Linked DNA regions of Mus musculus: region 1 is linked to region 2. A link is a contact called in public Hi-C data. All regions are on one chromosome and are shown on one strand. Each heading gives the region's core, a stretch centred on a gene start, on an enhancer-like site or on the middle of the called end of the contact. The rest is flanking DNA. Distances are from core to core; before and after follow the strand shown.

What was found. Hi-C and Micro-C count contacts between places; a contact is called where the count stands out from the background.
Region 1: a contact with region 2 is called in a Hi-C map of pancreatic cancer cells, with 1.7 times the contacts expected there. The contact joins two enhancer-like sites. A contact is called at or near these places in 6 of 484 Hi-C or Micro-C datasets (3T3-L1-derived adipocytes, the C2C12 cell line, embryonic fibroblasts and 3 more) and 2 of 115 datasets of contacts at active chromatin or transcription factors (embryonic fibroblasts and embryonic stem cells).

The regions. Positions count from the first base shown.
Region 1 is chr15:32,434,834-32,439,584 of GRCm38.p6, reverse strand. All of the region lies in intron 3 of Sema5a (sema domain, seven thrombospondin repeats (type 1 and type 1-like), transmembrane domain (TM) and short cytoplasmic domain, (semaphorin) 5A), which reads right to left. Among named protein-coding and RNA genes, the nearest start is that of Sema5a, 190 kb to the right of the region's middle. Within about 2 kb of position 1,729, at least 3 of the 459 cell types and tissues checked have an H3K27ac peak or open chromatin away from gene starts, as enhancers often do. A contact at or near this core is called in pancreatic cancer cells, where this site is marked.
Region 2 is chr15:32,320,299-32,325,399 of GRCm38.p6, reverse strand. All of the region lies in intron 1 of Sema5a (sema domain, seven thrombospondin repeats (type 1 and type 1-like), transmembrane domain (TM) and short cytoplasmic domain, (semaphorin) 5A), which reads right to left. Among named protein-coding and RNA genes, the nearest start is that of Sema5a, 78 kb to the right of the region's middle. Within about 2 kb of position 2,734, at least 43 of the 459 cell types and tissues checked have an H3K27ac peak or open chromatin away from gene starts, as enhancers often do. A contact at or near this core is called in pancreatic cancer cells, where this site is marked.

The sequences.
Region 1 (4,751 bases), core at 480-2,979, 120 kb before region 2:
CTGTTACCTTGTGAGGCATTAAAATATTCACATTAGCAGGACACTTCAAACAGTTGCCTCCTTGAAAATAAAGGGGGAAATGAACTAGAGAAGTTATATTCTGAGAGCAAAGGGCTAATGTAGTTCAAGATTAGCACCATGGAGGCAGAGGACAAAATTGTCCTGGAAATAAGAACTGTGTTGACCTGAAACATTTGTGTTAGATATTGCTTGGGAGATTATTTTCTTAAGATTACTATGGTAGGATTTATCATTTGCGTGAATCGCCTGCATTATGGATTATGTAGGCTTATGATAAAATTTTGTTTGCTTGCTGTTTCTGTTTGTTTGTTTGTTTGTTTTAATTCAAGATAAGGAGTAAACTCAACTATGACATGATCCCTCTCAGAATTGGTGTAAATGAACCTCAGGGTAGGGACATCTTGTCTCACCCAGGTGGTTGCTCATCCATCTAAGGGAAGCATCAAGCATGCAAATAGCCCAGGAGTTAACACAGGGAACATCATCCAGAGATATGCAGCTTGCTTGAATTAATGATACTGATATGGACAGAATGCATCGGGCAATATGAAGAAATTTGCCATGGTGTATACTGATATGTATTCAATATTTTAAGAAGAGGCAAAGGTATTTTTTTTCAAGTACACATGATTAAAGAAATGGAAGCACTCTAGTAAAGAGAAAGCAGGTTAAGGGATAACAAAAATAGTTAGTAGGATTCCCCCAAGAAAATGTATCTTTACTAAGTTCTGCAACATGCAGTAACAAGACGATAGCTCTCAAAGGAAGGCATCACCTTTGAATCTATGCTCATGAGGAGTGTCATTCAGATTGTGCCGATAATAAAAACAACAATGAACACAGCAGCAGAAATCACTGCACTGAGTCCGTATGGAATCTGGAGTTCGATAATCAAATGGGGGCATCTACATGCAAACATTTTTCACACCTTTATCTGTGGAATAAAAGGCCAAGTGGAAGGAGAAGCAGACACTGTAAATTCTTTCACTGTATTTGATAATCTTGTTTACTGGCTTGTGATTTGTCTTGTGAATGCCAAATGCCCTATGTCCCTTCCTCCGACAGAGAAAGTAATGTGTTTCTCAGCCGTGGATCATTTAACATGTGGCCATTCTTCCCATTTATGTCTGTGAAGAATGCTTTGAGGAGCCAAAGTGTCACAAGAATCTCAGTCATTAGGTCTAGTCTAATCTAATCTATCTCCATACTTTCCTCCTTAAAATAACAGAATGTATGGTTTTGTTTTCAGAGAAGGGGGCGGGTTAAAAATACAATATGGCCTCTCCCTTTCTCAGTATCCAGGCCTAAGTCATTTATTTTCGATTGCCTTGAGACTTAGGTAAAGGATTATATGGCACCCTACTTACTATGCATTCATCTACGACTTAATCCATGCTTCTTTACACGGTGCGTCGTGATCATAACCCTCAGAATTTCCTTCCGACTCAGAAACTCTGTCCCTGCGTCTGTTTTCATCCATCCACATCTGCCGCTACCCCGGCCCTGATCATTCTGACTTTACATGTGTATCTTTTGCATTTTCCACATTGTTCAGGGCTGATCTACCAACGGTCTGTCAATGAAGTCTGGGGACTTACTCACCAAGCCACGCACTGCTCCCTCCATCAGTATATATAGTCTTTGATTCTGAGCCCATCACCACCCAGTTGTGTCTCCACCAGCCCAGATCCAGGAACTATGGAAGCACTGTCACGGAGGCGAACACTAGAGGGCGCAGGCTAATCCTACAAATGTGGTGCTGCTGGTGTAGCCCTCCTCCCAGAAGAAAGGGATTTGTTCTGGTTCCCTGTGGAAATCCACAGAGAAACCTCAGTGTCCCAGTTTCTCTTCTCTTCGTTTGATAATTTCTACTTCAGTCAGGTCCCTCTCCTCTTCCTAGGAAGTCAATAGGTGTTTTTGTTTTGTTTTGATATTTTCTTTATATTCATTTCAAATTTCAAGTGTTATCCCGAAAGTTCCCTATACCCTCCCCTCGCCCTGCTCCCCTACCCACCCACTCCCACTTCTTGGTCCTAGCATTCCCCTGTATTGGGCATATAAAGTTTGCAAATACCAAGGGGCCTCTCTTCCTAGTGATGGCCAACTAGGCCATCTTCTGCTACATATGCAGCTAGAGACATGAGCTCTGGGGGTACTGGTTAGTTCATATTGTTGTTCCACCTATAGGGTTGCAGACCCCTTCAGCTCCTTGAGTACTTTCTCTAGCTTCTCCATTGGAGGCCCTGTGTTCCATCTTATAGATGACTGTGAGCATCCACTTCTGTATTTGCCAGGTACTGGCATAGCCTCATCAAGACAGCTATACCAGGGTCCCTTCATCAAAATCTTGCTGGCATATGCAATAGTGTCTGGGTTTGGTGGCTGTTTATGGGATGGATCCCCGGGTGGGGTAGTCTCTGGATAGTCTATCCTTTCGTCTTAGCTCCAAACTTTGTCTCTGTAACTCCTTTCATGGGCATTTTGTTCCCTATTCTAAGGAGGAATGAAGTATCCACCCATTGGTCTTCCCTCTTCTTGATTTTCTTGTGTTTTGCAAATTGTATCTTGGGTGTTCTATGTTTCTGGGCTAATATCCACTTATCAGTGAGTGCATATCTAATGCTTCTTTTGTGATTGGGTTACCTCACTAAGGATGATATCCTCCAGATACATCCATTTGTTCAAGAATTTCATAAATCCATTGTTTTTAATAGCTGAGTAGTACTCCATTGTGTAAATGTACCAGATATTCTGTATCCATTATTTTGTTGAGGGACAACTGGGTTCTTTCCAGCTTCTGGCTATTATAAATAAAGCTGCTATGAACATAGTGGAGCATGTGTTCTTATTACCAGTTGGAACATCTTCTGGGTATATGCCCAGAAAAGGTATTGCTGGATCTTCCAGTAGTACTATGTCCAATTTTCTGAGGAACTGCCGGACTGACTTACAGAGTGTACAAGCTTGCAATCCCACCAGCACTGGAGGAGTGTTCCTCTTTCTCCACATCCTCGCCAACATCTGCTGTCACCTGAATTTTTGATCTTAGCCATTCTGACTGGTGTGAGGTAGAATCACAGTTGTTTTGATTTGCATTTCCCTGATGATTAAGGATGTTGAACATTTTTTTCAGGTGCTTCTCAGCCATTCGGTATTCCTCAGTTGAAAATTCATTGTTTAGCTCTGTACCCCATTTTTAATAGGGTTGTTTGGTTTTCTGGAGTCCAACTTATTGAGTTCTTTATATATATTAGATATTTTATCGTATTTAGGATCGGTAAAGATTTTTTCCCAATCTGTTGGTTGCCTTTTGGTCTTATTGAAAGTGTCCTTTGCCTTACAGAAGCTTTGCAATTTTATGAGGTCCCATTTGTCAATTCTTGATCTTACAGCACAGGCCATTGCTGTTCTGTTTAGAAATTTTTCCCCATGCCCATATCTTTGAGGCTTTTCCCCACTTTCTCCTCTATAAGTTTCAGTGTCTCTGGTTTTATGTGCAGGTCTTTGATCCACTTAGACTTGAGGTTTGTCCAAGGAGATAAGAATGGATCAATTTGTATTTTTCTACATGATAACCTCCAGTTGAGCCAGCACCCTTTTTTGGAAACGCTATCTTTTTTCCACTGGATGGTTTTAGCTCCCTTGTCAAAGATCAAGTGACCATAGGTGTGTGGATTCATTTCTGGGTCTTCAATTCTATTCCATTGATCTACCTGTCTGTCGCTGTACCAGTACCATTCAGTTTTTATCACAATTGCTCTGTAGTACAGCTTGAGGTCAGGCATGGTGATTCCATAGGTCGTTCTTCTAAACTTCTAGTTTGCAGCTAGAACAGCAGCTTGTAGGTTGGAATTCCATAGACAGGGATGGTGAGCTTCTGCTCTCTGTGGAATCATACTCTGCAAACACACACACACCACACACACACACACACACACACACACACACACACACACACACCACACACACACACACACACACACACACACACACACACACACACACCACACACACACTATGCTGCTCTCATCTCTAAACACATTTTAAAGCTCCAGCCAGTAAAGTCTTGAAATTGTGCCTCTCCTAAGGATTCCAGGCTGCCTACTACTTGATTTCTGTCTCCTAGTACTTTTCTTCCCATGCATTTGGGTAACATTTTATATGTGTTTTAAGGCTCTGACTGAAGAGATTCCCTAGCTGTCTTGCTGAATATCCTATATGGGGACTGTCTGTTCTGCCTTCCAATCAATTTCAAAGTAACTTATACATTATGCCAAATGTGTAGAGAAGCTTAATCTCCATGCTATTCCAATGTTTTCTTGTTGATAAATAATATTTTGAACCTCATGGGAAGAATATATGTTTTTATAGCCTACTCCCTATGCATGATTCCTTAAAATAGAGCATGAGCTATTAATAACCTCTGCTAACAGTTCAGTCTATCTAAAAGGGAAACTGAGACACTTCAGAGAACGCATGCTCATCCACTCGCTCTGATTTTGAGATCTAGCCCACACATTGCCTAGTCACTTCAGTATGTTCCAGTGCTGGATAAATGTAAAATATTAGGTGATTTGTGTGGTGCATAGGTGAAGTTAAATCAGAAATGGTTATTTTTTTATCCAGCTACCTATAATGCTCAGTCAAGAAATGCCAGGTTAGAAATGATAAAATATCTTATGTGACCCCTAGGGATTTCCCTATTACTGTCTCATCAAGTGATCTTAGTT
Region 2 (5,101 bases), core at 1,485-3,984:
ATACACACACACACACACACACACACATGGGTGGTTACAGACAAAGTAGTCTGGCACACACACACACACACACACACACACACACAAACACACTCCCCAGACCTATAGAATTTGCCATTCTGTTTGCTCAGGTAGAAAATTCACCCTAAACTATAATGTCTTCATTAGTTTTCTTAACTTGAAAAATGGGAGCAAAATAATATGGGGAAATTTGTACCAAAGAAGGGAATAAATACTGATATTCTTTCTTTTACCATTACTTTTTGTTTACAATTCTTTCAGTGACTACAATCATGGGTTACTTAGCAAAGCTGGTTACACCTTGCTCCAAACCACAGACCTTCCCCTATTCTTCATCTGTGAACTCCTGTGTTTCCCAAGCCTGGAAGAAATATTCAGTGAGCTTTCTTCACAATAACTTAAATGGAAGGAAGCATAGTCCATCTGTGTGTTCAAGGACTCTTCACTTTGCACACGATAGTTTTGTTTTGAAGGACATAGTCAAACACAGAAATTCTCAAGAGTAAAGTAGTTTCTTATACAGCAGAGATAAATAAAGGTTCCCTAAAACAACCAGGTGAAGGGAAACTTTATTAACTGCATTGAAATAGTTGTTTAGATTTTGGAAAAGCAAAGTATGGTAACAGCTCCTGAGCTAAAAGGTGTCAAGAGGCCAAGAAGTTACTAAGAATCACAAATTATTTTCATAGCAACTTGTTTCTTTTTTAAGTAAACTTAGCTGCAATCTACCTGCCAAGAAAGGATCTTTTATTCTAGGCCTGCAGTAATGATTGTGGGGTTCCTACAAAAATAAAGCTGGCAGAATATAAACTGTATGAAGCAGAAAAACAAAACAAAAGGTCTCTATGGGGCTAAACATGGATACTCTCATTTTGCAGCAAAATTATGGGTTCAGCAGGTGTTTCAAGCCAAAAAGGCCACCACGGCCAAGGCAGATCTGCTCTGCTCCAGAACAGCACTCCCTGCTCCAAGAAAGCCACGGAGTGCACATTCGAGGTGCTCTGGCCTTGCTGGCGACAGATGCTGAGAGCACTAAAGCTCTTCCCAGACTACAGATGGAATGGCCCAGCCTAGATGCAATGTGTTCCCCATCTGGCCCCGAGGGAGGAGGAACACTCCAGAGCCTGATGGTGCTCCTGCTGTGTGCGATTTGTGGCAATAAGGGGACTGTTGTGCATACTGTAAACCAGTTTATCAGCTATACTCTAAGGCAAAACCCCAGCACTGTTTAAAATCAGCGACAAAGTAGCTAGGTTTCTCAGTCTCACACAACCCAAATTACTTGACACCAGATAATTTTACCATGAATCTCTTTTGTATATTTTATGTTAAGCAGCATCCATGGCTTCGACTGTTAACATACCAGCAAAATGCTTCCCAACCCTGAATCTTGACAACAAAAACTTCACTAGACATTGCTTAAAAGATCCAGAAGGAAACAAAATTGCCCCTGAATAAAGACACTGTGCTCAGTCTGTACAAAAGTAAACCTTCAAATGCAACACAGAAACAGTCTGTTGCTACCCTAGATGACCTGGAGACTAAGCACTTAGGTAGGAAGACAGAGCCAAAACTGACTCTGACTCTTGTCTTTTCAAGGGCTATGCATCCCACCTGCCTGGAAAAGTTGTAAGTGGGAGCTGTTACTACTCCTGTCTCCAGACAGGCTTGCCATGTACATTTCTGCTCTGAATTATTTACCCCCCATACCTCCTTTTCCATCACTTTTAAATCATTCTAACATCTTTTCACATTTTTAGCATCATGTTCAATGTATTTTTAAACACACCCATGTCTTGTTTTGAATTTGATTTTTAGTAAATTGAAATGCAAACAGAATTCTGCAGTCCATTTAAAGTTGCAGAGCCTCAGTGGAGGGAGTCTCCAGTGCCAATTGGGCAGCTGCAGCCTCAGCGCTGGCACTGAGGCCATGTTCACCATCACTGCCTACTCTGTGTGGAAGCCAGGAGAACTTGGGAGACATTGCCAGCCGTATCGCAGGTGAGCGCTTGCTGTTTGCTGATCTATTCTTAGCCTTGAGGGCTCAGAGTTACATTTAAGACAGGTGGTGTGTCCTACCTGTCCATCCTCAGCTATTGGGGATGGTTAGTGGCCATGTAAATGGATGGGCCACTTGGGGGAGGGGTGTCCACAGTGCTCAGTTTCACAGGCCTCCTCAAACACTTTTCAATAAACTTACGGTACAGTACAGTTCTGTACAGTTGCGAGTTTTCAAGGTCTTAGGTCCTTTTGTCCTTAATGAACTACAAAGCTGTATGACGGGTTCTGGTCCCAATCCAAATAACTAAGGAAATGTCAAAGTGTAGAGTCAGAGGCTCACCCTAGCCTCAGTGATTCAGGAGATGGACGAAAGAGGACTGAAACTCTTGGTGAGTTCAGATTAACAGAGATCCCTATGACTCTCTGCTTATCTGTGAGTCAACACTTGAGAATGTCTTGAATTTTCATGTGAGAATCATAACCTTATGTAAAATAGGATAGTACTACCAATGGCTGAGATTTAATAACTTTTCCAAAATGAATGTTATTGTTAACTTGAAACTGTTGGTAGAAATATACTCACCTTTTAAGAAAGTGCTTTATGAATCCATGATGTGTCAAAATATGGTAGATATTTTCAATTACAGTCATCAGGCTGACTGTCAAGGAGTCATGGTATTACTGCACAGCATGCTATTTGCTGAGACAAATGGATGAATCAACCCCTCGAGTGACAAGCTGACATCTGGAAGTCTCTAGAACTGGAAAAGCAGAGTGTCCAACCCTGATATCAGAGAAAATGTGCTCTTAAAACTGTGATGAGAAGTGAGGAATGATTGAACACAAAGGCAGTAGCAAGAGGGGAGAGAGAGAGAGAGAATCATGTCACCTATTGACCAAGATGGCTACACTGTTCCTCTGAGTTTCAATAAACTCAACAGACAATCTTCTTCTTGACCCCCTGCCCCTGGCTTTCCTTCTTCTTAAGCCCTTACTTGAGAAAGCTTACCATTTCAAATCCTTCCTCTTGCCTTTTTGGGATAAGAACCTTCCCTACCCTCTTGCCAAGTGTACAGCCTACATCTCTTTTCCTCATGAACCTAGGAGCCAGCCCTGCGGAATGTCACAATCAACAAAAGATATCACAGCCCATCCTTCAACCTTGATGGGATGGCAGGAGTCAACCTTTGGTTAAGCATCAGTAGCAAACACAGATGGTCTAATGACAAGAACAACACCTGTAGACATCTTTCCATACTTTCTGTCGGTAGGGTAAGTGCATGGAAGATTTGGTTCCTGAGTTTTGTTTCTGTACAGCTGATACTGATCTCACCCTTTGTTGCAATGGTTCCAAAGGCTCTTACCTCTGTAACTCACCTAGTACAATTTTTCTTGGTAGCAACAAAGGGCCATGCAAATAAGGAAAGTCCATTTCTCATTTTATCCCAAGAGGAAGAGTGAGAAGTTGAGGTTTACAGAGACCTGACTGTGACCCCAGGGACCATGGGAGCACAGTGGTGGGCCAACACTGGGAAGCAGGGATAAGCCAAAAGGTGTAAAAATGGCCAGGAGGTCTAAGGAGGATGGCATGGCCCCACTGTGACTATGGGTGAAGAGGATGACAAGAAACATGGGAGAACCTGTGAGGTAAAACTGGGCACCTGTCTGATGACCCATAGAGAAGAGCAGAGTACAAAAGTGGGTTCTGACATTCCCTTCTTGGGAAAGTGGGGAAAGACAAGGAAAATCAACTACCAGAGAGTGGTTAAATGAATCTGGCCTGCTCGTTAGTTATAGTAGAGATTAAATGTGATGTCAGTCATAATAGCTGGCAGCCAATGCTCTGCCTATACTTGATTTCACCTACATATTTAGCTAAAGTTCATCATTCACCCTATTAACCACTCATACTCAAAGAGAGGTTCTAATATACTCTTGGTGTCCTGGCTGAGGGAAACAGTGCCCTTGAGATCAGTGTGTTCCAGGTCATCACGGGTGTGGGCAGGTGGGAGGGAAGGAAGCTAAGGGAGCAATGCAAAGGTGACTGTCTTTCCTCTTGCTTGGTACCTAGACAAGAGGCGAAGACACTCTCAATGGCCAAAAGACTGTTTTTCCCAGAGACAAAATGGGAGCCACTCTTACATGAAAAACAAAAGGATCGAGATGACAAGAACAGGATCATACATTGCACAAAACTTTCTGGAGCCAGAAAAGCATCTGGTTATCCCTAGGTTACTGCCTGAGCAGCAGCCACCTCTAAGGCATTCACGGGAGGGTGCCAAGGTGACAGGGTGCCACACCTCAAGGAGATACACTATAGCAGGCCACACTAATTACCTGAAAAGGTTTCCTGGCGTACAGTTGATGACTGCAAGCCTGGGTGGCTTTCCCCCTTAGCAGAATCTAGTAAATACACCCCTGGGGCCACACAGAAAGAGTCAAGCTGGGGCAAGCAACAGCAGTACTGGGCCTACAGGCAGAAGCCCAGGTGGGTGTAAGGCCTAGACAGGCCTCAGCCTGCCCTGGCATTGGGCCTGCAAGAGGCTGGTTCCACCTAGGGAATTACTAAACATTATGAATAGGAAAACACTCCGGATGAAAGTTCTATGGCTCTATTAGTACTAACACCATCCAGGGCACTAAAACTTCAAAGCCCTTAGACAAGCTCACTCTAACTCATCATTACGACACCCCAGTGAGCCAGGTAAGCAAACATGGATGGTGGTCCCCAAGTAGAGTGCAAGGAATGGCAGGAAGCCTCTTCGGGCAATGGAAAGGGCAGCATGACTTCTAGCTCAGTCCACACTTCACACACAGCAAGCTCCCCCTAGCGTCACTGATGCGCTGCCCCTACACCAGTCAGGGGGCACAGACAAAGGGGCCATCAGCATCCACAGCCAATGGGAAGAGAAGTAACTTTGTTTTGTGTTGTGGCTTTACAGGAAACAGTAGTAACTTGCTAGTTGAGCAGAGTCTGACTTAAGATGCTGAGCACCCAGCACCAAGACTGCAGTGTACACTGTTTGACTGTGTCAAGTCTCCAGCAGCAGGTGGCCCTCCTGGGGGACCACCCTGAAGG